Regions from separate parts of the Mus musculus genome. Here all the other regions are linked to region 7. A link is a contact called in public HiChIP or PLAC-seq, Micro-C and promoter capture Hi-C data. All regions are on one chromosome and are shown on one strand. Each heading gives the region's core, a stretch centred on a gene start, on an enhancer-like site or on the middle of the called end of the contact. The rest is flanking DNA. Distances are from core to core; before and after follow the strand shown. Region 1 overlaps Tnks (tankyrase, TRF1-interacting ankyrin-related ADP-ribose polymerase). Region 2 has its middle 91 kb from the start of Lonrf1. Region 3 holds the start of Prag1 (PEAK1 related kinase activating pseudokinase 1). Region 4 overlaps Tnks (tankyrase, TRF1-interacting ankyrin-related ADP-ribose polymerase). Region 5 holds the start of Trmt9b (tRNA methyltransferase 9B). Region 6 has its middle 4.7 kb from the start of Gm35520. Region 7 holds the start of Eri1 (exoribonuclease 1).

What was found. Promoter capture Hi-C pulls out the DNA fragments that hold promoters and counts their contacts. Hi-C and Micro-C count contacts between places; a contact is called where the count stands out from the background. HiChIP or PLAC-seq counts read pairs in DNA pulled down with a chosen protein or histone mark.
Region 1: an H3K4me3 HiChIP or PLAC-seq map of forebrain shows a contact between it and region 7, with 4 times the contacts expected there. The contact joins the enhancer-like site here to the promoter of Eri1 in region 7. A contact is called at or near these places in 5 of 39 promoter capture datasets (cranial neural crest, embryonic stem cells, frontonasal cranial neural crest and 1 more), 1 of 484 Hi-C or Micro-C datasets (neural progenitor cells) and 9 of 115 datasets of contacts at active chromatin or transcription factors (bone marrow-derived macrophages, embryonic basal ganglia, embryonic hindbrain and 5 more).
Region 2: a contact with region 7 is called in a promoter capture Hi-C map of hippocampal neurons, with 4 times the contacts expected there. The contact joins the enhancer-like site here to the promoter of Eri1 in region 7. A contact is called at or near these places in 5 of 39 promoter capture datasets (the 3T3-L1 cell line, embryonic stem cells, hippocampal neurons and 2 more), 4 of 484 Hi-C or Micro-C datasets (the G1E-ER4 cell line, the HPC-7 cell line, the N1E-115 cell line and 1 more) and 3 of 115 datasets of contacts at active chromatin or transcription factors (T-cell acute lymphoblastic leukemia, large pre-B cells and pro-B cells).
Region 3: a contact with region 7 is called in a Micro-C map of embryonic stem cells, with 2.1 times the contacts expected there. The contact joins the promoter of Prag1 here to the promoter of Eri1 in region 7. A contact is called at or near these places in 7 of 39 promoter capture datasets (the 3T3-L1 cell line, the C10 cell line, frontonasal cranial neural crest and 4 more), 7 of 484 Hi-C or Micro-C datasets (B cells, the Ba/F3 cell line, the HL-1 cell line and 2 more), 9 of 115 datasets of contacts at active chromatin or transcription factors (T-cell acute lymphoblastic leukemia, bone marrow-derived macrophages, craniofacial prominence and 6 more) and 2 of 9 other capture datasets (adipose tissue and macrophages).
Region 4: a contact with region 7 is called in an H3K4me3 HiChIP or PLAC-seq map of bone marrow-derived macrophages, with 3 times the contacts expected there. The contact joins the enhancer-like site here to the promoter of Eri1 in region 7. A contact is called at or near these places in 3 of 39 promoter capture datasets (cranial neural crest, embryonic stem cells and neutrophils), 4 of 115 datasets of contacts at active chromatin or transcription factors (bone marrow-derived macrophages, embryonic stem cells and large pre-B cells) and 1 of 9 other capture datasets (adipose tissue).
Region 5: an H3K4me3 HiChIP or PLAC-seq map of embryonic forebrain shows a contact between it and region 7, with 2.7 times the contacts expected there. The contact joins the promoter of Trmt9b here to the promoter of Eri1 in region 7. A contact is called at or near these places in 1 of 39 promoter capture datasets (hippocampal neurons) and 2 of 115 datasets of contacts at active chromatin or transcription factors (embryonic forebrain and large pre-B cells).
Region 6: an H3K4me3 HiChIP or PLAC-seq map of the 230-238 cell line shows a contact between it and region 7, with 12 times the contacts expected there. The contact joins the enhancer-like site here to the promoter of Eri1 in region 7. A contact is called at or near these places in 7 of 39 promoter capture datasets (the 3T3-L1 cell line, the C10 cell line, cranial neural crest and 3 more), 1 of 15 datasets of contacts at CTCF or cohesin (large pre-B cells), 33 of 484 Hi-C or Micro-C datasets (B cells, the Ba/F3 cell line, CD4 T cells and 22 more), 18 of 115 datasets of contacts at active chromatin or transcription factors (the 230-238 cell line, CD8 T cells, DN3 thymocytes and 12 more) and 3 of 9 other capture datasets (embryonic stem cells, liver and macrophages).

Annotation. Positions count from the first base shown.
Region 1 is chr8:34,889,340-34,892,832 of GRCm38.p6, reverse strand. It overlaps Tnks (tankyrase, TRF1-interacting ankyrin-related ADP-ribose polymerase), which reads left to right. Exons shown (of 27, transcript NM_175091.3): 4 at 2,293-2,329; 5 at 3,082-3,157. Among named protein-coding and RNA genes, the nearest start is that of Tnks, 75 kb to the left of the region's middle. Within about 2 kb of position 2,117, at least 71 of the 459 cell types and tissues checked have an H3K27ac peak or open chromatin away from gene starts, as enhancers often do. A contact at or near this core is called in embryonic basal ganglia, forebrain and neural progenitor cells, where this site is marked.
Region 2 is chr8:36,338,373-36,341,949 of GRCm38.p6, reverse strand. No RefSeq gene overlaps it. Among named protein-coding and RNA genes, the nearest start is that of Lonrf1, 91 kb to the right of the region's middle. Within about 2 kb of position 1,334, at least 6 of the 459 cell types and tissues checked have an H3K27ac peak or open chromatin away from gene starts, as enhancers often do. A contact at or near this core is called in hippocampal neurons, where this site is marked.
Region 3 is chr8:36,092,857-36,096,656 of GRCm38.p6, reverse strand. Prag1 (PEAK1 related kinase activating pseudokinase 1) reads right to left here and starts at 1,829. Exons shown (of 6, transcript NM_172911.3): 1 at 1,669-1,829.
Region 4 is chr8:34,917,148-34,920,867 of GRCm38.p6, reverse strand. It overlaps Tnks (tankyrase, TRF1-interacting ankyrin-related ADP-ribose polymerase), which reads left to right. Exons shown (of 27, transcript NM_175091.3): 3 at 2,394-2,489. Among named protein-coding and RNA genes, the nearest start is that of Tnks, 47 kb to the left of the region's middle. Within about 2 kb of position 2,162, at least 38 of the 459 cell types and tissues checked have an H3K27ac peak or open chromatin away from gene starts, as enhancers often do. A contact at or near this core is called in adipose tissue, bone marrow-derived macrophages and neutrophils, where this site is marked.
Region 5 is chr8:36,456,630-36,460,408 of GRCm38.p6, reverse strand. Trmt9b (tRNA methyltransferase 9B) reads right to left here and starts at 2,323. Exons shown (of 5, transcript NM_176952.5): 1 at 2,026-2,323.
Region 6 is chr8:36,181,927-36,185,710 of GRCm38.p6, reverse strand. No RefSeq gene overlaps it. Among named protein-coding and RNA genes, the nearest start is that of Gm35520, 4.7 kb to the left of the region's middle. Within about 2 kb of position 1,435, at least 188 of the 459 cell types and tissues checked have an H3K27ac peak or open chromatin away from gene starts, as enhancers often do. A contact at or near this core is called in the 230-238 cell line, the Ba/F3 cell line, CD8 T cells and 16 more, where this site is marked.
Region 7 is chr8:35,493,540-35,497,319 of GRCm38.p6, reverse strand. It overlaps Eri1 (exoribonuclease 1), which reads left to right and starts at 1,787. Exons shown (of 7, transcript NM_026067.3): 1 at 1,787-2,048. The coding sequence starts at 1,953. Gm51568 (a long non-coding RNA gene) reads right to left here and starts at 1,794. Exons shown (of 2, transcript XR_003947532.1): 1 at 167-1,794.

The DNA of each region.
Region 1 (3,493 bases), core at 868-3,367, 600 kb after region 7:
TACAGGATGTCAGCTGTCAGAGCCTGCTATCTCATCCCCATGCCCTGGGTGCTGCAGTGAAGCATAAGTGGGAATAGTTATGTAGTCAGTAAGCTGGAAGATGCTTAAATACAGTGATTTTGCAACCCTCCTTTAAAAAACATCCAATGTTTTCTCAGCACGTTCAAACTTAGTCCTTTCATGCAGTCTGTCTCATTGTCCTGCAGGTGTCACTGGGCTGTCCAGAAAGAGCCAGCACTTCTTGTCTTCCCTCAGGCCTTTCCTTCTCTCTCTCAGTCCTTACCTGAAAGCTTCTTTCTTCTTTAAAACGTCTTTAAAAACTGCTTTAGTCTCTCTCTCCCAGAAAGGCTTCCTTAGCCCCAGTTAGCCTGTTAGTAATCCCATTTAGACTAGCCAATAAGCACATAATAGTATTTCATAGGATTTCCTCACAATCTACTGTAATCATTTGCTTACTTCTTTTTCTGCTTTAATAGGATAATCTTCCTTGAAGTCAGAGGTGACAGTGTTGTCTTTGAACATGGCATGCATATACATATATATATGTGTATACACACACACACACACACACACACACACACACACACACACACACCTTTTGAATACATGAGTGGCTTTATAGATGTATTCCATAATTTGCATTATTTAGATTGTAATTATTCGGGCTTTTTAAGTTTTAATTTTGACTTTATAAAATGACATTCCTAGTATGTTTAATTTCCATACCGCTGTTAGAAAATGTTTAATAAAGGTAAGTTTTTAACTCTTAACCATTTTTTGCCCTGAAGATACAATTTGATTTTTGTGCAGTTATTTATTAAACAATTGAACTACAATTTATAGGAAATTGAAAAGACTAATTTTGTGATTCTGAAATTGTTCAGATTACTATATGGAATTGGGGGTACATAGAACTGACTTTATTAGTATAAGATTCCCTTAATAACTTCTACATTTGAAAACATGTGATGATAGCTTCTAGATTTTAGCCTAGTTCCAATTCAAGACACAAGCGATATAATATTCATTAATAGTAGATTATAGGAGTTAAGCAGCTGCTCCTTGGTATCTTTGTAGAGTTTGTGTTGAAATAGCTCAATTTTACATCAAAATACAAAGAAAGATATAACTGCAAATCTTAAAGTTTTTTTAAAAGTATTTTAAAGTAATTTACAGTAACTTTTATTTGATCTAAAGTCTTCTTTTTCTAATATATACCTGCTATTTTTCACAGAAGGCCATATTAAGACAATTTGTATAATCATTTCTTTAATGATATTACCAGCACAGTTATTGCATTAAAGCAATCACAATCACAGTCCTGGCTGTTGTTTTTGTTTATCGAAGGAGCAAACACAGTGTTGTTATCATTAAGGCTCCTCATCCTTCATTTGCGCTAGCGAAAGAAACTTGGGTGCTCTAAGGAATCTGTTATGGGAGACTTCTAAGTTCTGTTCTCACTGATATGTTTTGAAAAATCCATTGTGGAAAAAAAGAAGAGAATAAAATTCCCCATGCCGTAACAATTAGTTACTTGTTTATTTCCAGAGACCCTACTTACTAAGGTTTACTGTTGGTAAAGGGTAGTACACCAAGCAGAAAGGGTAACAGCGCAGGCTAGGTTAGGTTATCGCTGCCCGTTAAGACTATGCTCTCGGCTTTGGTTTTGGAGCACTGCCTCCAAGAGGCGCCTAGCATTTGGTACGTAGTTCACGTATTTCTAGTCTACAGACCTTCCCTATCAAGGCAAATAGCATCCGTGGTTTCATATTTACTGTGTGGTTTTTTTTTTTCCTGCTATAAAGCTCAATGGTGGTAATTAATTAAAAAAAACTTTCTGTGGCATTACAAATAAAACAGGTTTTTTTGAAGGCTAGTAATTTGTACCGTTAAAGAGCCACGTTATTTTGCTTTTGTCTCAGAATGTATTATGCTTCACAAGTATACTGTGACAGCCTGAATACAAACCGGGGGGAAGGGACATTGTCTTGAGCTGGCGTGCCGTTATCAGAGGGAATGTGTTCCTGGACTCGAGGTTTAGCATTCATTGGCTGTCTGAAGAAAGCTATTTCATCTGAGGATTGGACAAGAAGCTGCGTCAATTTACTGCCCGTCTCCAAGGCACTGGTGATGCTGCCTTCACTAGCTGGCTAACGTCACGGCTCCATCACCCAGCGGGGTGTGGACTCTCTTTTCTGTTCTTCTCTGTTTAATTCTCTATTTGCTGCCTACTGCATTTCTTAATCTGTCTTCTGCCAAATGCTAACAGCATGATATTTTGCAATCATCTAGGTGAATACAAAAAAGACGAACTCCTAGAAGCTGCTAGGTAAGTGATTCCATTCATTTTAAGTAAGTATAATGCATTTAGGGAGAAACGGGTGTGTGTGTGGGGGGGGGCAGGTAGAAGAGTGTAAAGATTTATAATGTGTTCTTTTCTTGCTTGGGTTTTAAGAGATAGTGTGGGTAAGATCTATTAAGTCTTTGTGTACTTCATTTTACATTGTTAGTGGACGTAATGACAGAATCCTTCACTATACTGAGCACTGTAAAGCTAATTTTATTTTGTAACGTATCTTGAGGTACTACCTGCAAACCTTTCAAAAGATATTCTTATTCTTGGAGTGTTTATATGCCTATATCTGTATTTTGCTTTGACGATTTTCTTTTCCTAGCCACGCTTGAAGGAGAGACATAAAGTAAATGCTAAAATTCATTCTCAGCTATTTTGTTGTTGTTTGTGGTGGTAGTAGTAATGGTCATTTATAATCTAATTGATTACCTCTTTATAGAATTTGTATTTTTAAATTCTAACATTTTAGATCATTTCTAAGTGAAGTTTGTAATTAAAATGACTATGTAGATACATTTTTAAATGTGGAATGCTACATTACTCATGATACCATACCACCACATAATTAACAGGAATTATGTTAACTGAAATGAATATTATAGACATGCATTGTGATCCACATTTAAACTCTAAAGCAAAAGCCTTGTTGTTTTCCACTATAAAAGAACTATAAATATTTATAAGAAGCTCTATAGCTTTACAGAAATTAACTTGCTGCCTTTTTATAGGAGTGGTAATGAAGAAAAACTAATGGCTTTACTGACTCCTCTAAATGTGAATTGCCATGCAAGTGATGGACGAAAGGTAAGTTATTTAAAATGCCACCTCTTCTAGTAATTTCTTCTTGCTTTACCATGAAATTTTGCTTGGTATGGTCTGTGTACATGTGTATACTTAGATATTTGTAGCTGTTTTTCCTGGCATCTTTGCACTGTAGAGTGAACTGCTCTTCCCTCTTCCTGGTGGCTGTGAAGATTCATGGAGCTAGGGAAGCCTGGGTCCTAAGTGAGCGCTCCTCCGCTGTCAGACACTCGAAGGGGCTTGTTACAGGAACTGCATACACTTTTCAGTGAAGAAAATTAGCAGCATGCGTTCTGTGTGCCATGATGCAAATATGTGTCTGTTAGGACATACACATTC
Region 2 (3,577 bases), core at 85-2,584, 850 kb before region 7:
GGAATAGTTGGACATTAATATGGGGGGCAGTGTTTTTTATTTTTACTTCTGACTTTAGAAATACACAGCCTTGATCCGAGAACACTCAAGACATCCATCTGCCCAAGGGAGGAAGATTAAGATTTCTATAAAAGGAACACAAAGAAAAATTAACAACAAAATGACAAATACTTAGCTTCTGTCATTTAAATTATGGTTTGGCTTGAAACATAATTTAGTTTCAATGAAGCAAAACATTTAGAACTTTGAGAAACATTAGAAATATGGTTCAAATGAAGCGAAACAAAAGCTTTTCTGGCAAAGCTTTTGACACACCACACACAAACACACGGGGGGGGGGCGCTAAATTCATCCATTGTTTTTTTTTTTTTTCTTCAGTGTGGTTGGTTGAACCATAGAGTTTTACACAAGAGGCCGATAGAGCAGGAGAATAGGAAGAAACCCCTCCTTGCCATTCCTGAGGCAATTTCATAAAGCATAAGGAATAAGAGAATGAGTTGGCCCAACGGGTGCCACAGTCAAGACACGGGATTCCTGGACTTTGGTGTTGTTTATTTAAGTCTTGGAGAAAGGCACCTTCTAGGCAGTTGCACACGAAACAGGAAGCAGTCCCTGACCATCCTGCAAAACGAAGCCTTGGGGTTTAGCCTCCCACGCCACTCTCCATTCATTCCCACATGATGAGGGCAGGAAGGAGGGGTAGAGCAGTGGCTGGGAGGCCACCAGGATGATGAGAGTGGCCTGCAGCAGACACTAAGAGTGGACCATCAATACAGGCCACTGTGCGGAAGAGAAGACATACTGTGCGGGTTGACAAACTAAAGGACCTAAGGATAAGCTGAGTTATTAACGCAAAACAGCATTCAAAAATGATTAAGTGACATCTCCTTAGAAGTGGCCTATCACAGTTCAAATACAAAACCAAACCAGAGTCCCCCTTCCCCACCAATGGTTGTGTAGTCATGCCTTACTGTGAGGAGGGTGATCTGAGAGACAGAAAGAACATTTTTATCCAAAGCAATTAATTCATCAGTCCCAAAGGGCTTTCGTATTCACTGGGAGGGTGAGAGTAAGGTTCCCACCATAGAGATTTAGCACTCTGTCCTTATCCTCTGCTGATAGAGGATGGAAGGCGGGAGGCAGGTCTAAAGTTTCTATCCTCTCCTGATGGCAAAGTGTCTGCTTGCAGTCCGTGAGTGGCTTGGTCACAGGCCAGTTTCAGACTCAGTTCAGTCCCAATGGCTTCCATCAAAATAAGCAGCAGAGAAATGGAGAACAGGGTCCAAGCACAGCCAAGTCGTGTTCTAGGAGAGCTTATTAACAGCCCATCTGCCATTGGCTCCTCTGCCAACTCTTAGTGTGCCTCTGGTGGCCAGGGACCAGAGACTAGGGGAAGGCTGGTGGGTTGTAAAAGAAACAAGCCTCTTTCCTTATCTTTAAGGGCTTGGTGTTTAAGAGTGTTAGATCACACACACACACACACACACACACACACACACACACACACACACACGCGCGTACACACAGAGGCTAATCTAAGAAAACATTTTGTCATCTTTTCTTCCGTGGGATATTGTCAGATGGTTTGTATCCACTTGTCTCCAGCGATGACAAGGGAGTCAGGCCTGTGTGTCACACGGTAATAGACCCTTCCTTTGAAGCACAGTCCTTTACTCCGTTGAATTCTTGGGATTTGGATCAACCAAAGGAGACAAAATAAAGCACAAAGCACAAGAACAGGAAGATGTGTCTGTGTTGATGTTTATCCGTGCCACCTGGAGCTGCGTCATAAACTTCCAGTGATTCAGCTAGCGACGCTGCCCTGCCAAGACAGGGCCTTTAATGTGCTTAGAATATAAGCTGTGTTTAATTTTTAAATGAAACTGATTAGAAGTGTATATGTTTTATTTACCAACAGGGGCCAAATTGCTCACTCGGGTGGGCTGTTGCTGTGCTGGCTTCACAGGTGCCAACGTCTATATAAAAACAACTTCGATTCTAAAGAGAAAGTCGGAATTTTCCTACTGGCAGCGCTCGTCTTGGTTAATTAGACGGTATTAGGAAGGAAAAGGTTGGCCATGTTATCTAGAAGAAAGTGTTATTAGAGACAGTGTTGTACCCTGAAAATGCTTAATACCGCACATTCTGGTCTCTAATTGCCATCTGGAGCAGATACTTGGGAAATTTTCAGCAAACTGATAGAAATAGCCTAAAGATGCCTCAGTTAATTCATCAATAAAGGTAAAAGCATCCTGATTTTTAAAAAGCATGTACGTGTCACTTGTGAATCACACTTTGAAAGACAAGTACAGATGACGGTGTCACATGACGCCTCTCTGTCAACGGAATTGCCATAAGGTCGATTAACATTTGGGAGTTGACTAACTTCTCAGAGACTCATATCATCTGTGTAAGATAGGGGTAAGAGCTTTTTAATATTAATTTTTAAAACAGTAGCTAAAAGGTCTAGTAAAAGAAATAAAAACTAGCCATCACCACTAGACACCTGTCAAAATGCACAAAATTTAGAACACAAATACCAGGGACACAGGAGATGGAGAAACAGGGGCCTGCAGTCGGTGTTGGAGGAGATGACGAGCTACAGCCATGGTGGGAGGTCAGCCAGCCGCTACAGAACTGGAGTTACTTGAATATGACCTGATAATCACAGTCTGCAGTACTTAGCCTAAGGCGATGGGTGTTCTCAACCTGTGGGTCTTGACCCCTTCGGTAAACCTCTATCTTCAGAAATATTTACAATTTGCAACAGTAGCAAAATCACAGTTATGAAGTGTCAATAAAATAATTTTATTATTGGAGGTCACCAAACATGAGGAACTGTATTAAAGGGTTGAGAATCATTGGCTAAGGTAAAGACCAAATCTATACATGCGCACACACATAGGCACACACACTCGCACACACACATGCACACACACATACACACATATATGTATACATATATATGAGCTTTATTCATAATTACCAAGACTTGAAAGCAACCAAGATATCTTTTAGTAGGCGAATAGAAGACTAGACATGCATGCAGATGCGCCAAAAAGAAATTAGGTGCCATGTGACAGAAGGACATGGAAGATCGCTAAGGCAGTGCCAAGAAGACTCTGAGAAAAGGATAATTTGCACTATGTGACATTCTGAAAAAAGGCAAAATTAAACATACACATATATGGAGAAAGCAGAATGATTGGCGGTTGCTAGGAGACAGGAGGAGGGGATGAATGGGCGGTGCACATTTTTAAGACAGAAAAACTACTATTGATGCTATTATGAGTGGATACACATCAAAACCCAAAAGATGCTCACCACCAGGAGTAAACCTAATGCAAAACATGGACTTGGTTGACATTGGCACGCTCATTTAGGTTCCTTGGTTGTACCAAATACATGCTGTAGATGGGGGATGAAGGAAGGAGAGGCTCTGCACCGTTGGGCTTTGAGGTTCTCTAGCATACCTCTATGCTTTCCCCTTAGCTTTGTCCTATAGAAAAATTAGTCTTTAAAAATCACCAGCTATGGGCTCCTCGCTTGACACTTTTCCTGTCCATTTTTTGGCCTT
Region 3 (3,800 bases), core at 580-3,079, 600 kb before region 7:
GGCCTGGAACTGTCTCCTGTTTGCTTTCAGGGAAAAGATGATGAACTATGCAAATGACTCTCAGAGCAGGAGTAGAGAGAGCCCTGGGTAGTGCCAGCTCTGCACAGCCTGGGAATGGCACCTTCTCACATGCCTACCTCAGAGGGTAGGTGCAGAATTATGCAAATGATCCCATTTCTCAGTGAGAGGCTGCAAGTGTAAGATCAGGAAAAGATCCGCAGCCTTCTTTGTGATCCAAGTCACAATAACAGAGCTTTGCCTCTGCAAACTTCGGGGCGCTACGATTTACAAGGCTGAGCTGTCAGATACACTCCCACCCCCATCTCAAAAAGAATCCGAAGAATCAGGGTGGCCAGATCCTAAGTATTCAGGTCAAAACCCCTCTTATTTGCACCCAAATTTGCTCATGCCTTACTTGATAGAATTCCACAATTTTCCATCTAAATAATATTGCTTCTTGTATTTTACAAAAAAAAAATAATAATGCAACCCCCCAAAGGTATAGTATGTATGGAAAGTATATAGATTAATGCATTATATTCCATTAGCCAGCGTGGTCTAGGGAGAAAGCAGGACATGACTACCCTAACACCCCACCTCACCCCAGCCCCAGCACTGAGGGTATATAATGGTATCTACATATCTTTTTATTTTCTACTTTCTGAGCAATCATAGTAGGAGGAGTGTGGACTTGAAGCCTGCAGTCTGATCCAATAAGGGGAGCAAAGTTCTGAGGGACCCTAGGAAAGCCAACTTGCTTTCTCTGGGGCCTCCTGTCAAATCTCCTCAGAAGGGGCTGTAAGGTAGAGTTGAGAACTGTGATCAGTTAAGCCTTTCCAACCTGAGTCTGAACTGAATCCGTTGCAAAACTCCTCAGCCTTAGACCTTTGGGCTCTACAATAGGCTCTGCAAAACCATGGTTGAGCTTTACCTGGGAGAACAGACACAGTGAGCGAGCGCTGTGGGCTGAGAATTGCTCAGCCGCCTCCATTCGCATTCCCAGGACTCACACACAAGCAGAGATTCTATTTTCCAAGGGTAAGCGTGCTTGCGTGTGCATGTGGGTGCATGTGGGTGTGTGCGCCCGGCTGCAGAGGGGACATCACAAGCAAAGGTTGGGAGCTAGCTCCAGGTATGGAATGATCACCAAGGTTCATCAAACAGATAGCACCTTCCTTCAGAGATCAGCTGCAGCCTAAAGGTGGCTTCCCTGGACCCCCAATTCGTCACCTCCGGGTCTGGCCGGAGCAGCCCGAACGGCCTCTGCCCCTCTGCTCCTTTGACAATACTCACTGCAAAAGGAGCAGTTCCCAACACACAAAACAGAGCAGCCAGACCAGCAAGACCAGTAAAACCATTACAGCAGTCGATCACCCTTCCCGGAACTCCAAGGAAAAGTTTCCCAGTTTCAAAGCGAGCGTTTCTCAAAAGAATTGAAAATACCCCTCCGACTCCCCAGCTTTCCCGTCTCGGAACCTGCACCGAGGGCACAACCCTGAGCACGAGGTCCGGACTCTCCACGCGCTCCGGATCGGTAGCCTGTCACCCCTGGGGACGCCAGCAGGGGCTGGCCCGCCGGGCCACCGCAGCGACTCTGCGAAAGCCCCTGGGCCGCCACGTTCGTCAGACAAAAAGCGGCGGGATCTGGAGAGAGAGTGGTGGGCTCACCTGGGGTCTGCGGTCTCGCAGCCTCGCCGTCGGTGACCCAGCAGTCCGTTGCCCCGCCGGACGCCTCGGAGCATTGTCTTTAGCGTGTCTGCGCGGAGTGCTTGCCCAGCCGCGGGCGGCTGACTTCTGCCTGGGCCCGGCGGCCGGGTGGCAGCTGCGATCGCGGCTCCGCCCCCTCCGCCTCGGGTGACGCCGCCCGCTCCGCTCCCGCCGCACCCCCGCAGTCCTTGCCGCTGCCCCGCGTCTCCACCGGGCCTGCGCGTCCCGCCACTCTGCTCGTCCCCAGTCCAGGAGGGCGGGCGATCGCCCCTGCCCAGGTCCCTAGGAACTCCGCACCGCGCCCCGCCCCCTCGCTCGCCACAGCGAGGCTCCGCCCCCAGCCCGAGCCTTGGCGCCCCTAGACCTGGAGCTGAGCCCCCCAGAGCGTCCCCAGCTCAATCCCAGCTCAGCGCAGTTCTGCTTGGAAGATCTCTGGTGCTCCCAGCTTTCCTTAACCACAATGCACAGATAGGTGTGTCTGTCGGAGTAAATGCATTCTCATCCCTCCACCCAGCCGACCCTAGGAGACCCTGGTAGGGAGGGAGCAAAAGAACGAAACATGGAAGAGAGGGGATCCGGAGTACAATAATAAGATCTAGGGCGGTGGGCTCTGAAAGAGGCGTGAGCGCCTTCACTGCCACGTACTGTTATCCTAGGAGAACCACAAGCCGGCTGGAGCAGGGCTGGCTGAGAGATTTCAGGTCCTGCTCAGCTCCTCATGTCCAGGCCTCTAGCAAATGGCTCAGCACATCTCTTTGAACTTTAGTGTTTTAACAGTGGAATGCAAATGTTGGCCTGGAGGACCGGCCTTCAATCATGCTGGGGCACCCAGGTCCTCCACCTGTGTTTACACCGCTTCCAGTGCGTGAGTCACTGGCTGAGATACAAGGAGTTCAAGATATTGTTCCTCGGGCGAAAAATCTTTTTTAACTCTCAGGAGAGGGCCAGCCAGTCGCCTCCCTTCCTCCAGCTGCCTGAGTAGGACAGACTTGCACCTTGCCCTGGGTGTTCCCTAAGAAGCCAGGCACTGAAGTTACTGCTCAGGGCCAAGCCTGAGTGAAAACGGAATCCTCCCCCGCACCCCCCCCTCAACACATCTGGTTGCTTCCCTTTGCTTTACAGAGGCAGCGCGGTGTTACATCCTTAATCAGGATGATTCCACGGAGAGAAGGAAGGCACCACTCAGACCCTCCCCCTCTTCGCCTTTATGTGGTGTTAACACTGGCAGCGCTATATAGAATATGAAAGAGGAAGAAGACATGTTTTGGATATGTGTGGCTTCTATGTAAGGAGTGCAAAGGGACCATAAGGAGAATTTACTTATCATTCAATGTCCCTCATTACCCATTTAAGTACGGAAAGACTGATAGGAAGGTGAATAGGAGTCGTACTAACATTCATGAAGAACCTACTACGTGCCAGGCAACGTCACAGGGCAGGGTTAGCACATTTGACACAGCATAACACAGGTCCAGAAGGGTCCTATCCTTTGCCAGGGCTCCTCAGGTGAAAAGTGGTAGTGTTGAGATGGGAACCAAGAGCTGCCTGATTCCACCGAGAGTCCACCACATTGCCCTACCAGTCAATCATTTCAACAAGTACATAAGGAAAACTCTGGTGGAACGGCGCCAGCAGCATTACATTCTCCTGAGGGGTCCAGTCTACTTATGAAGACACCAGAGGGGAAAGTGCCAACAAGCAGACAGGTACAAAATGGTTTGCACTGGACAAACACAATCCGGACCCAAGAGGGGCTTTCAGTTCAGTGACACTGGGCCCTCTCATGGGGATTTTGGATCATTCATGGCTCTCAGCATTCAGCTCCCCACATCTTTCAGTCCTCTCCAGGGGGCATAGACACTTCCCAGGATAAATAAAGGCCATGCCAAGCACATAAGAGACACTTCCACACTTTTTACTCTCTTTACCCAATTTATCCTTAATGCACAAAGAACCCAAAGAACACAATAAAGAAGCAAAGTTTGCAACACAGAGAGACCGCTGTGGTTCTATAGCATGGCACAGCAAGTGAAGGGTTAATTTGGAATTTCTGCTCAATAAATGGTTCCCAAATGGTTTGCTGGGCTTACAGG
Region 4 (3,720 bases), core at 913-3,412, 580 kb after region 7:
GAGACTATTTATTCCTAAGTAAAATAGGAGATCAGCCCTGTGATGTGCTAGCTGAGATGACTGCTGAGTGACTGGGGGTAGGCAGCACATGCAAGTGAGTGCACTGGACAGAGTGCTGGCTGGTTCACCTCGTGGGTGGATGGAGCAGGGTACTCAGACTGGTGCATGGTGTGAGCCTTACATTTCATATTTTAGACTATGATTGGCTGAAGACAACTGAAACCATGGAGACCTGCAGCTGGTGGGAGGATGACCGCAGAAGGTCTGCAGATCTTTCTGTGTCTTCCCAAGTATGGCTTGTTTTAATACTGCAAGTGTGAAATTGCCCCAGATCTAAGGGGAGAGGTGTGAATGCTAACCTTCAGACAGCTATCCATTGTAGCAAAGCCATGGTCTTGATGGCTTATGCATCACAGAAAGAATGGCTTTATAAACAATATGACTCAGTACTTAGTAATATGAAGATCACCTTCCAAATTTCAAAAGAGTGTATGGGCTTCAGTGTAGAACTTGAGAATTACTAGTAGTGGCTCAAAGCCACTACTGGATGTTTTAAAGTGCTCGCGTATGGGTGGGGTCAGAGGGTATCCAGAGTTGCTTGTCAGGAGTGTGCTTGAGCGCGTGAGAGTGCTTGTGCTTTTGGATTCCAGAGAGGCCCCATTGAGTGTTTTCCTCAGTCACTCTCCACTGCACGTTTTGAGGCAGAGCCTCTCACTGAGCCTTTTCCTCAGTTACTCTCCACTGCACGTTTTGAGGCAGAGCCTCTCACTGAGCCCGGGATACTCTGATTTGGCTAGACTATGGCCAGCTAGTCCCAGGGATCTTTCTGTTCCACTTCCCTAGCTCTGTGTGACAGATGGATGCTGAGGATCAGAACCTGGCTCTTCATGCTTATGTAACAAGCATTTCACCAGCAGAGCCACCATTTCAGCCCTAAAACTCTTATGTAAGATGTAAGTTTCCCTCATCTAAATAAAATGCGTGAGACCTAAGTGCTTTGGCGTTCAGACCCACCCCACCTGAGGAGTTGGAATATTTGCATATATATAGCATGAGATGTTTTGAGGTTGGAATCCAGGCCTCAATGCGAGATTTATTTGTGTTTCACATATACCATGGTAAGCATACAGTCTACCAAATGAGCTACATTCTTAGCCCTCTCATTGGTTAAATCCCATGTATGTTAATGAGAGTTCTAAAATGGAAGAGTATTAGTTTAAATTTGGTTGCTTAGTGTATATTTCGCTAAAGAATGAAAATTTTTATTGCTTAGGGAAAAAAAAAACAAGCAGTGGCCAATGAGCTGGCTCAGTGGGTAAAGACACATGTCACCAGGCCTCAGGACCTGAATTTAATCCCTGGGATCAACATGTAGAAGTGATTGTCCTCTTACTTCTACATTGTGTCCCCACCCCCAGTAAATGTAGAAAAAAGTGATTCAGTATACACTTAAGTGTTCCCCTATCATGGTGTCAGAGGTGGCTATGTAGGTGCTCAGAGGATTCACTTTCCTCACCTTGAATTTCAGGTTTTTGACTAAAGATGCCTAACCTGTTCACTGTTTAAATATCAGATGGGTAGTAGCACTCCCGTGGTCTCTGGGGCTCTGCTCTTACACAGCAGTGGTTTAGTTGGCATTAGACACTTCCCAAATGCCATATCCATATTTTATCTACTGCCCACTCACTTATAGGAGGGTCTGAATCTTAAGGAGTCTCTGTAGTTTTTATGAAATACCTTTGTTACATGAATTTCAGTGATTGGGTTTTTAGTTCTAGAAATTTGATGGAGGATCATAATACAGGATAGAGTTCTTTTTTGTAGCATGGCTGCAAGAGCTGGCGTTGCACGCATTACTGTGTCTGTTAAACTTCTGGAAACAAGCCAGTGTGTCTATGGTGAGTTTCATATGTGAGCACTGAGCCACTAAAAGCCTTGCACAGGGTTACAACTCTTCTGAGAGAGGACGTGTTGGAGATTCAGCAGCGAAGCAGCAGCAGCAGCAGCAGCAGCAACAAGCAGTCACAGTGGTAGTAAAGGCAGGGCAGCTTCAGCTAGCACAGCTCACAGAGCGAGGCAGGGAACACGCACACAGCTCCCATACTGCTTCCTTGGGAGGCAAAGCAGGACCGTCCGGGGCAAGCTTCTAGTTTCATGGTTATGATGTCAAGTCATGTGATAATACTGTACCATAAGTTGCCAACTTTGCTTTACTCTAGAGAAGATCCTTTGCTGCAGTGCTTTTGTTCCCCTTTTTCTTTCATTTTTCTTTTCTTGAAAGAGAAAAAATTGTGCAATGTATGTTTATGCCTACACCATGCCGAGGCGACACTTAGCAGTAAATAATCTCTGTATCCCCGAGGTAAGATACTGTTTGTGCTTTCCCTGCACAGTGCTGCTGCAGCACGGAGCCGATCCAAACATCCGGAACACCGATGGGAAATCAGCTCTGGACCTGGCAGATCCTTCAGCAAAAGCTGTCCTCACAGGTAAGGAGCCAGCGCTAGGAGGCTGATTTTATAAGATTTTCATGCACTGAATATTTTTCCACTAATGAAGCTAAGAAAATACTAAAAATCTTATTGATTGGATGTGCATCTTATTAATTGTGTTGAGATATATACCTATATATGTATATATCATATAGATTGATATATCTTAATTTTACTGCTTATAGCACTGAGAATTACAGCATTACATCATAGTGTTTCTCATATTTTGTCAGTTTTATGGCTTACATCACAGTTTTCCTCTACCTCCTCTTCTCGGCTGGTTTTTTAAAGCCCTTCACTGTTGAGCAGACAAGGGCATTTGTGTTACTGTAAAAGTAGTTTTCATTGGGAAGACAACCTGCTGCCTTATCCCTGGGGTCAACAGCTACACTTGGGTGCTCTCCTCACCCACTTTTATATATTTCATTATATCTTTGTACTTTTTACCCTGATAGCCAAGTTTTTTAGATTGGGGTAATATATTGTCTTTCTACTTCTGTAATGCAGATTTGGGGCTTATTAATTTTATAAAAGTAAATGCCAAGAACCATCACAGAGGAGACCCTGAGGGTAGAGAGCACCCTTCGTCATGGTCGGCAAGATTATGTTTAACGGCTAGATTTTGAGCTGCTGTTCTCATTGATCTTCGTTCTCAGTGCTGCATTGGCTCTGTTTGGTTTTGTTCTCAGCATACCGGTCCTGCTGCCTTTGCCCTCCTTTACTCTGTGATGTGGAGCCTCCTAGTCACTGCACTGCTAACAGTGCTGTTATAGATTGTGTAGAAGAGAGCTTTAACTGTGTTTAAGTTATCAATCTGCTGTGCACTCTTAATAGAGATTGTGAAGTGAATAGAAGGCATTTATGTACAGAAAGCTTTAAAAATATATGGAATTTTGCTTAATTACTCTACGTGGAACGACAACTTCCCACTGTGCTAAAATTAATATAATCACTGCTAAATCAGAGTAATCTGATATTTCTCAATTAATTAAAGATGAAATGAGTTGCTACATGAGGAGAGCATATACCAGAGGAATAAAGCTTTTTAAATCAGTGGAGATAAAGTTACTGCACAGTTTTAAATGATGAAATCGGGCCTACCTGATTTGTCTCTGACCTGCCTGGTCCTGAAACCTTCAGTCTCTTATTAAACAGTCATGTGCAACAGAATAGCAGCCTTCCGTGGTCTCTGGCCGGAGGAGAAAGACAGTATAGAAACAGCTCCTCT
Region 5 (3,779 bases), core at 1,074-3,573, 960 kb before region 7:
AAGAAAGAAAGAAAGAAAGAAAGAAAGAAAGAAAGAAAGAAAGAAAGAAAGAAAGAAAGCCCTCCTTACTTGCTTCTTTGGTTTCTTTGGTTTCGAAGTGTCCCCTAATAATGAATGACATTCACTCACTTTGAGAAGAACCTCTCATCAAAGGGTCTTAAGCAAATTTCTCTCTCAGGCTATCTGGAGAAGTGAGTCACAAAAGCTAAGGGGCACTCACCTAACCTCTTAACATCACTCTTCTTCCAGGGTTCTTGGGGATCCAATTATGAGTTGAGCTCAGTTTGGATTTAGTCCCCCCCCCCCGCCCCCCCACACCCCCGTCTCTCCTCAAACACAGTTGGCAGCTTTCCTCACACTTCCCCGCTACATATCTAGAACACATCCTCCTTTGTGTAAGAGTGAGACCAGGAATGTACAGATGACCACAGACGTGGACGACGACAGATCACGACAACTGGCCATGCCAAAGGCTCATTCCAATGACATCTTTTGCTCAGATCCTAATCAGAGCCAGAGCATCACCGAGAACTGTCCTCTCAACATCAAGTTACTCTGTATTGCCAACTGTGTCTGGCTTGTGGCTTCTTCAAAGCAGTGACAGAACCTTGATAGTCAGATAGACACACATAGCCCAAGTCTTAAAGAAGCAGACACTTCAGAACTAAGCCCACTTAGCACTTCTTGTTTAGAGTCCTCCAAACCAGTAAGATTCAGCTTTATAAAACAAACAAACAAACAAACACACAAAATGAAGGTTTACAGTTTCGTGGGAATGCTCTGCCCCCTGGTCCCTACATTTAAAATCAGGTTAAGTTCTTAACTATGCAGACCAGTCATTTTCAATGTCACCATCCCTTCCGCAAGGAGAAACATTAGAATACCTGAACTACCTTAGATATACCAAGACACACACACACACACACACACACACACACACACACACACACACACGCCAAAGGATGAAGTATTTTCAAAGAGCATCTTTAGAGCAACCAGATCTTTCTAGAGGCAGGCTTTCTTTCCAGTGAGGAACGGAGCCTATAGAGGGCCCTCTTTTCAGACGTGGCCATCAACAAAGCAGCAGTTCTTTGCAATGGTTTCCTTAGTGATTGGATGCTTTGCAACTTGTCACAGTCTCCTTTTAAATGCACCACACACAGCCAGCCAGTGGCTCCTGGACATTCCTCCCCAGAGATCTTTATCTCCAGAGACCCACCCCAAGTGTCCCTAGGTCACTGATGGATCACATCACCAGAGCTGTTTACACGGCTGTAGCAGGCTTCTTGATCTCTGAAAAATCCAACAACTTTCCCTTCACTAAATTTCAATACAAATTAATCACCCCCCCCCAGGAAGCAGAAAGAATAGATACCTTAACGGGCTATAGGAATAACAGTGCTTTTATCTGGGGGCTGGGGAGGGGGAGTGTTAAATGCCCTTTACTGGTGTATTAGGAATAACCTTAATTTCCAAGCTAGACGGATATAGTCTTTTCCTGCATGAAATTTCCTAGGTGCATTTTAAAGATTTCATGCACACCAACTAATACATAAAGAAAGGCCGGGCTCGGAGTTGTTTGCATCTTTGTCTCTTTTTATATGTTATTTCTGACAAAGAGCTCAAGTTAATTCTAACAGGCGCACACAGGAGGCACGTATCATTGTATAGATCCCACCATCCTGTTTTGACTTTCCTTCCAATAAACTGTATTTTCATTCTCAGCTTTGGAAACTTTCAGGCTGCTGAGTTATCTTAGTTCCCGCCTCCTGCTGGGTAGAAAACCATTTCCCAAGTCACGGCTTTTAAAGGGAAAGATACACGTGCGACCAGAAACAAAAATACAACTTCACCTTTATACTTCTGAGCTTGTCGCCTTGGACTCCGAGAGCCTATTTATCCTCCCTGCCATCTGAAAAACGTCCTGCAAGGCATGCTGCTCTGCTTTGGTCACATCTCAAGTTTGCAGGGTAAACAGGTTCTCCCACCATTAACAAGGATGGCCGAGAAAGACCAGGAACTCACCCAGGCTTGCAGATTCCCGGGCGCTCTGGCAGTCCTTGGGGTGCACAGCCGCTGCAACTCGGGCAGCGGAGATTCGGGTCACCATAGAGCGGTGCAGACGAAGGTCAGCACCAGGTTTTGGGCGGTCTTTGCCCGGGATCCGGGCGGGAGGCTCGGCCGAGCTCTAGCTCGGAGCTCTTCAGTAGCGCAGCCCGGGCTATCCAGGATGCAACTTCCACGGGTCGGCCTAGGAGCGTGAGAATGAAAGGGAGAGGACTAGAGAGAGGGACAGGGGGCGGGGAAGGGTTTTTGGGAGTACGCGCGGGACGGAAGCGCGCGCCCGGGCTAGAGCGCGGCTCCGTAGAGAAGTTGGAATGCAGCCGCGAGGCCGCGCGCATTCAGGCTCCGGTGGGGACCTCCTGCCGAGCTGCACCGCTTGGGCGCCAGAGTGACAGCTGCGACTTCCCACGACCCCCACCCAGCGGAGTCCCCACCGCCTGGGCCCGCCCTCACCTCTCCCCAGGCTACAACCGCAAGCCCGCGGCGCCTCCGAGTCGGCTCGGCGCGGCGCGGGCGCGCGGCGTAGCCCAAGCCGTGTGGCTGCTCTGTCTGTCCCCTGCGATCGCCGCGCCCGGACGCGCCAGAGGCTGGGCTCAGGATGACCTTCCTGTCTCCCACCTCCAGTGTCTGGTGGGGTGAAGGGTCCTAAGTGGGAGAGACGCCACTGGGCGGGTACACCTGGCGGGCCTTAAGCGCAGCTCAGTACCTGTGGTGACACCACGTGACCCTGAGCCCAACTCTTCCCCTTTGATCCTGACCGCAACCTACTGTAAAGGAAAAATCCCTACCGGGTATCTGGGCACGTGGGCTGACTCAGGATTGGAGGAATCAAGTCCAGCCTGTCACCGCACAGGCACGCTTGCTCAATCTTTTGAATGTTTTGCTAAAACGAGCGGGTCAAAAGCCGCGTATATCACAACAGTGCAGGGTGGGATATAGAAGCGATCACCCAAAATGGATATAGATCATTGTTTTTGCAATAATAGTGTTAATTGCTTTCAGTGTCTTAGCTGGTAACCTTCAACCCCTATTCGTAAACAACACAGTTACAGGCAGGGTTCTTTGTACTTTTTTTTTTTTTTTTTAAATACATGTTCCCCGGAGTCGGAGCCCAATACATTCAGTAATGCTTTGCTGGCTTTTGGATAAGACCCTGATGTTGTTGAGTTTCTGTCCTGTTATAAGTGTTGGTAAGGACTCATCTTAAGGTCTCACAAAGACAATGTGCATTTAAAACGCCACAAGGAGGACTGCTGGAGATTAGTTTAATTCAGGGATAGTGTTCTAGTACTCAGGCTACTGGGGTGGCCCAGGGAGAACTTCTGTTTGGATTTCTATTGCAATGTCACAAATAACAAAATAACCATCTCCTAGTCCTCTGTAGAAACCTCTGCAGGTGCTGAGGCACACATGTGGTTTCTGATCGATCAATAAAGATGTTAGCGGCCAGTGGCCAAAGGAGACGGGACAGAACCCTTAGGGTTGTTGCACAGGCTAGGAAGTAGGGGAGAGGTGACAGAGGAGCGCCAGGACCCAAGGAAAAAGGATGGGACGCAGGAGTGGCAGGTGATAAAGCCAACCACATAAACACACACAGACACACACACACACATGGAGTAATAAATAAAATGTTAAAGAAATGAAAAAGGAAATAGTATGAAGATGTCAGTAATGATACACATGACATTCGTAGTAAGAAGAATTTCAACAGAAAC
Region 6 (3,784 bases), core at 186-2,685, 690 kb before region 7:
GGATGTGCCTAATCCTGCAGGGATTTGATGCATCAGAGTAGGGAGATATGGGGGGGGGCACCATCTCAGAGGCAAAGGGGAGGTGGGATAGAGGGAGGGACTCTGGGGGGCTGGGAGAAGGGCAGTGTGTGGAATGTAAATAAACAAATCAATAAATTAATTTAAAAAAGAAAACTCATTTTAGCACCCGTCTTTGAAACCTTAGCAACACACTTTACTAAGATTATGAAAAGTCAGCAAAAATCGCAAAGCACCCTGGGATCTCACTTGATGTGCCCTACGCAAGAGCACTGGACATTTCTCCACTCAAGGAAGTTTCTATGAGCAAATGCACTGATGCCCGGCATCTGCAGGGGACTGTGTTCTGCTGAGTCGGCTCAAGCATAAAACGAGAAGTTTCCATCAAAGTCAAGTTAAGATTGATGTTAATTTACAAGTTTTCAGTTGGATTGCCCTGGGGCTAAGAGATCGTGAACATTCTTGGGCCAGATGTTCCCACTCTAGAGTGATAGTCATTTTCTGGTTATTTGGGAAAAAAAAAACTGAGTTGGCTTCTGGAACATTTATCTAAGTACATGGCAGGACCAGGAAATATGTCTATTGACATTCGAAATTAAAAAAAAAATGTTTGCAGCTAGAAGAAAAACAGGAAAAAAATGCAGTGTTTCTTAAAACGGAGTCTCTCGGATGCTGATAGACACATCTCATCTGAACTGTGGACAGCGTTTCTGTTTTCTGTTTCAGTAGCATAGATGGAAATTAGCCAAAAAAAAAAAAAACCCAGAAATTTAAAATTACTATAAAACTGCTCTCGATTTTTCTAATTAAAGAGCAGGTTAGTCTGCTTCATAGAAGGGCTAAATTAGAGAACACCTAATAAGAAATACAACTTAAGGCAACCCCTGGCAGGAGAAGGTGAGTCAAATTAAAAGACTGAGGTTTTCTTTTTCAATACTAATAAAGAAGGCCCTTTTAAGTCATTCATTACTCCACATAAAGCCTTCTACTGGACTGCTTTCCTGTATTCTTTTATAGAAAGTACATTCACTTTAATATTTATGTAGACTAAGCGTGCCCCTTCTTTGATGATCACTAACTGGCTATGTGGCCTCTCTGGAGTGACACCAAAACCTAAATCAAGAGTCCAAACTAATGTTACATTGGCTGTTTCAATACTGTGGTAGTTAGAGTTCAAATCAACAAACCCTGTTTGCTTTGCCAATAACAAGACTGGTAGAGTTGCTGGCTTTGGGGAGACATAGCATTTAATATTTTCAGAAGAAAAAAGAAAAAAAAATCGAGTGTAACAATGCACATTTCGAATGTGGCCACCAGAGGTCTACTGACACTGCAGAGCGAGCAGGCTGCAGGAGCGTGGGCGCAGACTGGTGCATGCGTACTCTGCCTGGTGGGGCCAGAGACTCTCCAGCCCTGCCCTGGTCTGCTGAGTCAGAGCTGCTCTGTAACCCCCACAGGTGACTCAAGTATGCGAGGGAGTGTGAGAAAGACTGCTGCCAGGGTTGAAAAGGAAATGTGGTGTATCCCGTGTGTGATGGAGATTAAGATATTTAAAAGTCCAGGCAAAGGCAGGGCATGGAGGCACCCATATTTAATTCCAGCATGTGGGCAGGAGGCAGAGGCAGGTGGATCTCCTAGTTCAAAGCCAGTCTGGTCTACTAGTGAGTTACAGGACAGTCAAGGCTAAACAGTGAACACACCTCACCACCCGCGCCTCTCTCTCTCTCTCTCTCTCTCTCTCCCCCTCCCTCTCCCCCTCTCCCTCCCTCCCCCCTCTCTCCTCCCTCCCCCTCTCTCTCTTTCTCCCTCCCTCCCTTCTCTCTTCTCTCCCTCCCTCTCCCCTTCTTCCCCATTTCCCCCTCCCTCTCCCCCTCTTCCCCTTTCCTCCCTCCTCCCCATATTTCTCTCTCTCTCCCTCCCTCCCTCCCTCTCCCCCTCTTCCTCATTTCCCCCTCCCTCTTCCCCTTTCCTCCTCTCCCCCCCCCCACTTTAAACATTTTTCCTAACAATGTTACAACTCAAAAGCTATTTTCTTTTCAAAACGTTCTACCTGGACCTGGTGCCACAGAACTGTCATCACACATCTTGAGATCAAGAGGCAGGAAGGATCACAAGGTCAAGGCCTGCCTGGGCTACAGAGTGAACTCATATCAAACAAGACTGCCTCAAAATAAAAGATTAACATGGGTTTGGAGGTATAGATCGGTGGTAGAATATTTACTTGGCATGTGTAATGCCCTAGCTTCAAACTCTGGTACAAAATCATTTAAGTGACCAAGGCTGTATTTTTAATTTGCAATTTAGCTTCCAGATATTTGAAGATGAAGAAGCTCTAAATATCACCTAACATGTACAGGTCTAAATGTTCTCGTTTAACAGAAGAAATTATCTGACCAGGACTGAAGTGGCATTCCACGCTCAATATAAGATAGTTAGCTGTCTTTAACTAGAACCAAGTTCTCCAGAGGTGTCCCTGAGGCTGCAGGACCTCACTCTTGTATGGAGGTGGGGCTAAGCTAGGGAAGCATCATGGGAAGGGCAGGCTTTGTCCATCAATCAAGATGTGCAGAGCCCTGGACTCAGAGGTTCCTCTCCTACTCCAATGTGCCAGGATTCCTTCAAGTATATCGAGACTGTTAGACTGATTTTTCTCTGTTCCCCATATTTCTCAGGGACAGGGATGTCTCCATGGTTCTCTGTGTTACCATCAGTATACTCCCAACAACTCTGTCTTCACAGAATACATATCCAGTCACTGAGTCTGTGTCTCTCTCTCTCTCTCTCCCTCTCTCTCTCTCTCTCTCCCCCTCTCTCTCTCTCTCTCCCTCTCTCTGTCTTTCTCTGTAGACCTGGCTGACCTCGAACTCCCGGTGTAGATCAAGCCCACAGAGGTCAGCCTGCCTTTCACTGTAAAGGCATGCAACACCACACTGGGCTCTCACTTGGCTCTTCCTTAAATCAATCCAGCCAGCACTCATAGCCTCCCCTTCGCTGCCATCCTCCCAAACCACTGTACTTTCCCTTTAAATGGATTAGGCATAACTCCAATATCTACCACCTCTCTGTACAACACGCTACCGCCATGGTTCTGCTGGATCTTCCGCTCAGTGGCCTATGTCTTCCTTCTTACCTGGGAGGGAAGTTGGATTTAGAGGCTGATCAATCTCCAAGTAACCTGGGAACGAGACCACCCAAAGGAACCTATCAGCTAAGAGCGTCAAATTTCAACCTGTGGTTTTCAAGTCACACATACAGCAAACATTCTATTTTTGATACCCTTGTGGTTAGAACATTTCGCAGAATCTCTTCTACTTTCCCCTAGTCCCACCACAACCATGAGTAGCACAGAGAGAGCCACGCCTTGCCTTTTCTTCCAGGCAAGATCTTTCTTCGTTCAAACTAAGCTTGTCACCGAGGAGGAACAGCGCTGTGACAGGTTCTCAGGTGGGATTCTCACCATGCTCAGGTTCTAGGCATATGAAAAAGTTTGGGTCTCGCCTATGTTAGATCTGGTTGGCTATCTGTATGCACAGAGAACATGTTGGTCTGCCCAAGAAAGTCTTTATACACCTCTGGGGTGTTTTGAATGAAAATGGCACCCCGAGGCTCACAGGAAGCACCACTGTTAGGAAGTCTGGCCTTATGGGAGGAAGTGTATCACTTCGGATGGGCTTTGAGGTTTCATTTGCTCAAGTCAGACCCAGTGTCTTAGTTAGGGTTTTACTGCTGTGAACAGACAGCATGACCAAGGCAACTCTTATACAGA
Region 7 (3,780 bases), core at 538-3,037:
GGGAAAGGTTTATTTTTCTTATATGATATATTGGATATCTAATTCCATATTTGATAATGTTAGAAAGTTTAATAAAAGTCCAAATATCAATTATTTGGTAAATATAATCTATTTCTAATGTTCTTCTCAGAAGTCAAAATGTAGATAGGAAAGGAGAAAGACTTACTGTCATTGACGTTTTTCACAGAACTCTTACAGAGGGCTGGGTTTCAGTTCCCTGCACCCACATGGCAGCTGACATCCGAATCCAATCCCAGGGAGTCTCACACCTTTTGGCTTCTGTTGGCGCTTCACATACATGAAGTGTACATAGATGCACATGTAGACAAAATACTCATATACATGGAATAGCATAAAATATTTTTAAAAATAAGCAAGCAGAATTTGAGACTGGAAAAGTGATTTTTCTTCTTTTTATGGTTAGATGCACTGGCTGCCTTTTTAGAGACCCCGGTTCAATCGCCAGTGTGTGAGAAATACCAAGTAAGAGTCTTGTCTTATGACAAGTGTTTAACCATGACCAAGGCAACTCTTAGAAGGATAGCGTTTAATTGGGGCTGGCTTATAGGTTCAGAGGTTCAGTCCATTATCATCAAAGTGGGAGCATGGCACCATCCAGGCAGGCATGGTACAGGAGAAGCTGAGAGTTCAACATCTTGCTCCAAATGCAAACAGGAGAAGACTGACTTTCAGGCAGCCAGCATGAATGAGGGTCTTAAAGCTCATGCCCACAGTGACAGACTTCCTCCAACAAGGCCACATCTACTAATAGTGCCACTCCCTGGGCCAAGCATATTTAAACCACCACAAGTCTTTTCTATGGATACTATAAAACTTGGGTTTAAGACAAAGAATTGAAATCTTTTTATCTTCCTCCACCTTGTGAGACTTTTAATGAAAATGTTTCGATCCTTCAGATCCAGAAAAACTACTGTTTACTCAAAGAACTGCTCCTTTATTCCAATGGCCCCTTTCCCCATCCTCCACTTCCTGTGCACCAATTCTTTTCAGACTAGCCAATCAAATCAGGCTGTGAAACAACGGGACCTCAAATCAGGAGGAAGAGACACACACAGGCCACACCCTAAGTTAAAATAATCACCAAACACACTTCCTGACTTGTATGTATTCACTCTTCGAGCATACCCGCTTGATAAAGAGTAAAGTTCATCTTGCCCAGACACTTAAGTTGGAATGGTAGTTTCTTCCTTCGCCTCTCAAAAACACCCACATGGCAACTCCCATGTTGGGTTCTAACTCCAATCCCAGGGACAACGCTCTCTTCAGCCTCCCTGGGGTACTGCACACACGCGGTGCAGACATGCTCGCAGGTAAAACACCCATAAACACAAGGGGGGGGGGTGGAGACGAATGAAAATGATTTTTAAAAACGTCCCCAAATGCCAAACAGCATTGGAAAGGATGCAATCCTGTAGATTTCAGCGTTGTGGAATCTAGACCCTAGGAACGCATCTGCAGAAGGGCATACATAGACTACACTGGTCGTTGTCAAAGCAGCTTCTGCTACAGTGGGGGAAAAAAAGTAAATAGATTTTGAGTTACTGGGAGGAAAGACCTTAGAACTTGCAGCAAACACTAATTAGGGCAGCTTCACGCGCGCATCCCAGGCAACCGGCGCAGCACCATTTTCGAACCTGCGGGCTACCCACGCCCACTTCCCCAAATCGCTCGCCTCCCGGGCTCTCTCCCGCCGCCGTCCTACCGCGCGCGCGCGGGGAGAAAAAGGAGGGGACCCGCCCACTGCGCCTGCGCGGCGTGACAACGCCACACGCTCCCGGAAGTAGGAGGCGTCCGGCGGAGTTTGTGTGGCGGCCGCCGCGGGAACGTGAAGCGCGGTAGTTTTTCAAGGGAGAGAGCGAGGCGGCTTCCCGCGGGTCTCGGTGGACCGACAGTGAGCGTCCGCGGCCGTCTCGCGGCCCGCGAGAGGCGGCATGGAGGACGAGCGGGGCCGGGAGCGTGGCGGCGACGCGGCGCAGCAGAAGACGCCGCGGCCGGAGTGTGAGGAGTCCCGGCCGCTGAGCGTGGAGGTGAGGTCGGGAGCTCGCGCGCGCGTGCGGGGCGGCCTCGCTCGCTCCCCTGCTCCGTCCTAGTCGGGGCGAGCATCGTCGGCCTCGAGAGGGAGGAGGTCAGGCGGGAAGTTCCGAGTGAGAATTCCGCGTAAACATTCGGCGCGCGCGGGCGCACTGCCGTTCCATCAGCCCCGTGGCGCTGATTGGCTGGGTTCTCTCCAGCGCCCACCCTCCCCGCCAGATGCGGCGGCAAGCCTTTCGGGGTGCTCGGACAGCCCGTGTCTTCCCAGCCCCAGACGGCCCACTGCCCTCTGCACCCCGAGGTGCATCTGTTCCCGAGAGGACCCTCCCCCGGTCTTTCCCCGTCCCCTACTGTCTCGCCCAGAACCCTGCCACGACCGGCTTTCTAAGTGATTTGCTACTTCCTCACGGCATGGGCAAGATCAGGAGATGATCCCCGGACTTCTGTTTTTCATCTTGATGAATTAGTGTTGGCTAGCGCCGCGGGTTGTGAGCGAGATGCTAAATTCTGTCGCTTTTTCGTAAGAGGAGTTGAGTACTGACACCCAGGTTATTCATTCATTGGCAGGGTAGAGAGATAGATGGCTTGGGTGTGAAAGGCTAGGCTCAAAAACCAAAATGTCAGAAGGTGGGTATTCCATAGAGGCGTCCCAATGCCTTTATTCTTTCCATTTACACCTTCGTGTAGTAGCCAGAATAGCCTTTTAAATATTATTTTTTAAAATGTGTGTGTGTGCGCAGGTGCCTCTGAAGACCAGGAAAGGAGGTATGGGTCTTGGGGAAGAGCAGAGTTTGTTCTTCATGGTTAAGCTGTCTATCAGGCCTCTAGAGTTTCCTTTTGACAGTCTGTGCCGAGGTTGCGCTGCGCATTCCGTGCCTTCTTCAGTTTGCCCCTCTGCTCAGTTCATATACACATCTTCGTCCACTCTGGCTTCCTTGTGTTCTTTTATCGTGGAGTGTTTTGTAACGTAAGGATCTTGTGCTCCTCTTGTCCGGAGCATGCTTCTCTGGATCTTTCCAGATTATTCCCTTTGTTGGTAGGTACTTTGGAAGGCTGAAGACGCTTCCATCTGCCCTCTCTGGAAAGATGCCCCTTTCATTTTAACATACGTTGTTGACAATATCATCTAAGTCGGTTCGAAAGCTAATTTTAATTTGCAGAGCGTTTTCTAAGAGAAGTTGAATATACTTCATTGTCTTTCAGAGTCCTGAAACTTTGAGATAGAATGCTTTGAAGGCCTGGATCTGTGTTCAGATGGATTTTTTTTTTTTTTTTGAAACTACTTTGTTCAAGTTTTTTGTTGTTGTTGTTTTTGAGATTTAGCTAGTAAAATTTCCACCAGCTCCAGTTTTGGTGGCTGGTGTAAACTGGTAGAAGGAAAGAATGGCGTTTTAATGTTTGGACATTTTTGTTTCAGTGTGCAAAAGCTTTTTTTTTTTTTGTAAATAGCGTATGGTTTTTGACTACAAGATTGTGAGAACAGGGTGTTGAGAAGTGGTTGCTTCCTAGTTACTTTATAAAACTGACACTTTGAAACAAACAGATTGTGTTCATTTTACAAAGGGTTTCAAAGATGAAGATAGAGCTACCTTCGAAGTAGAAAAAGAGCAGCAATATTTTGAGATACTCATATTTGGTTTAGGAAAGTGTGCAAACCCATCCTTAAGTTCCACACCCTAAGGCCCTTTTTCAAACACACTTTTTAAAATATGTGTATGAGTACTATCT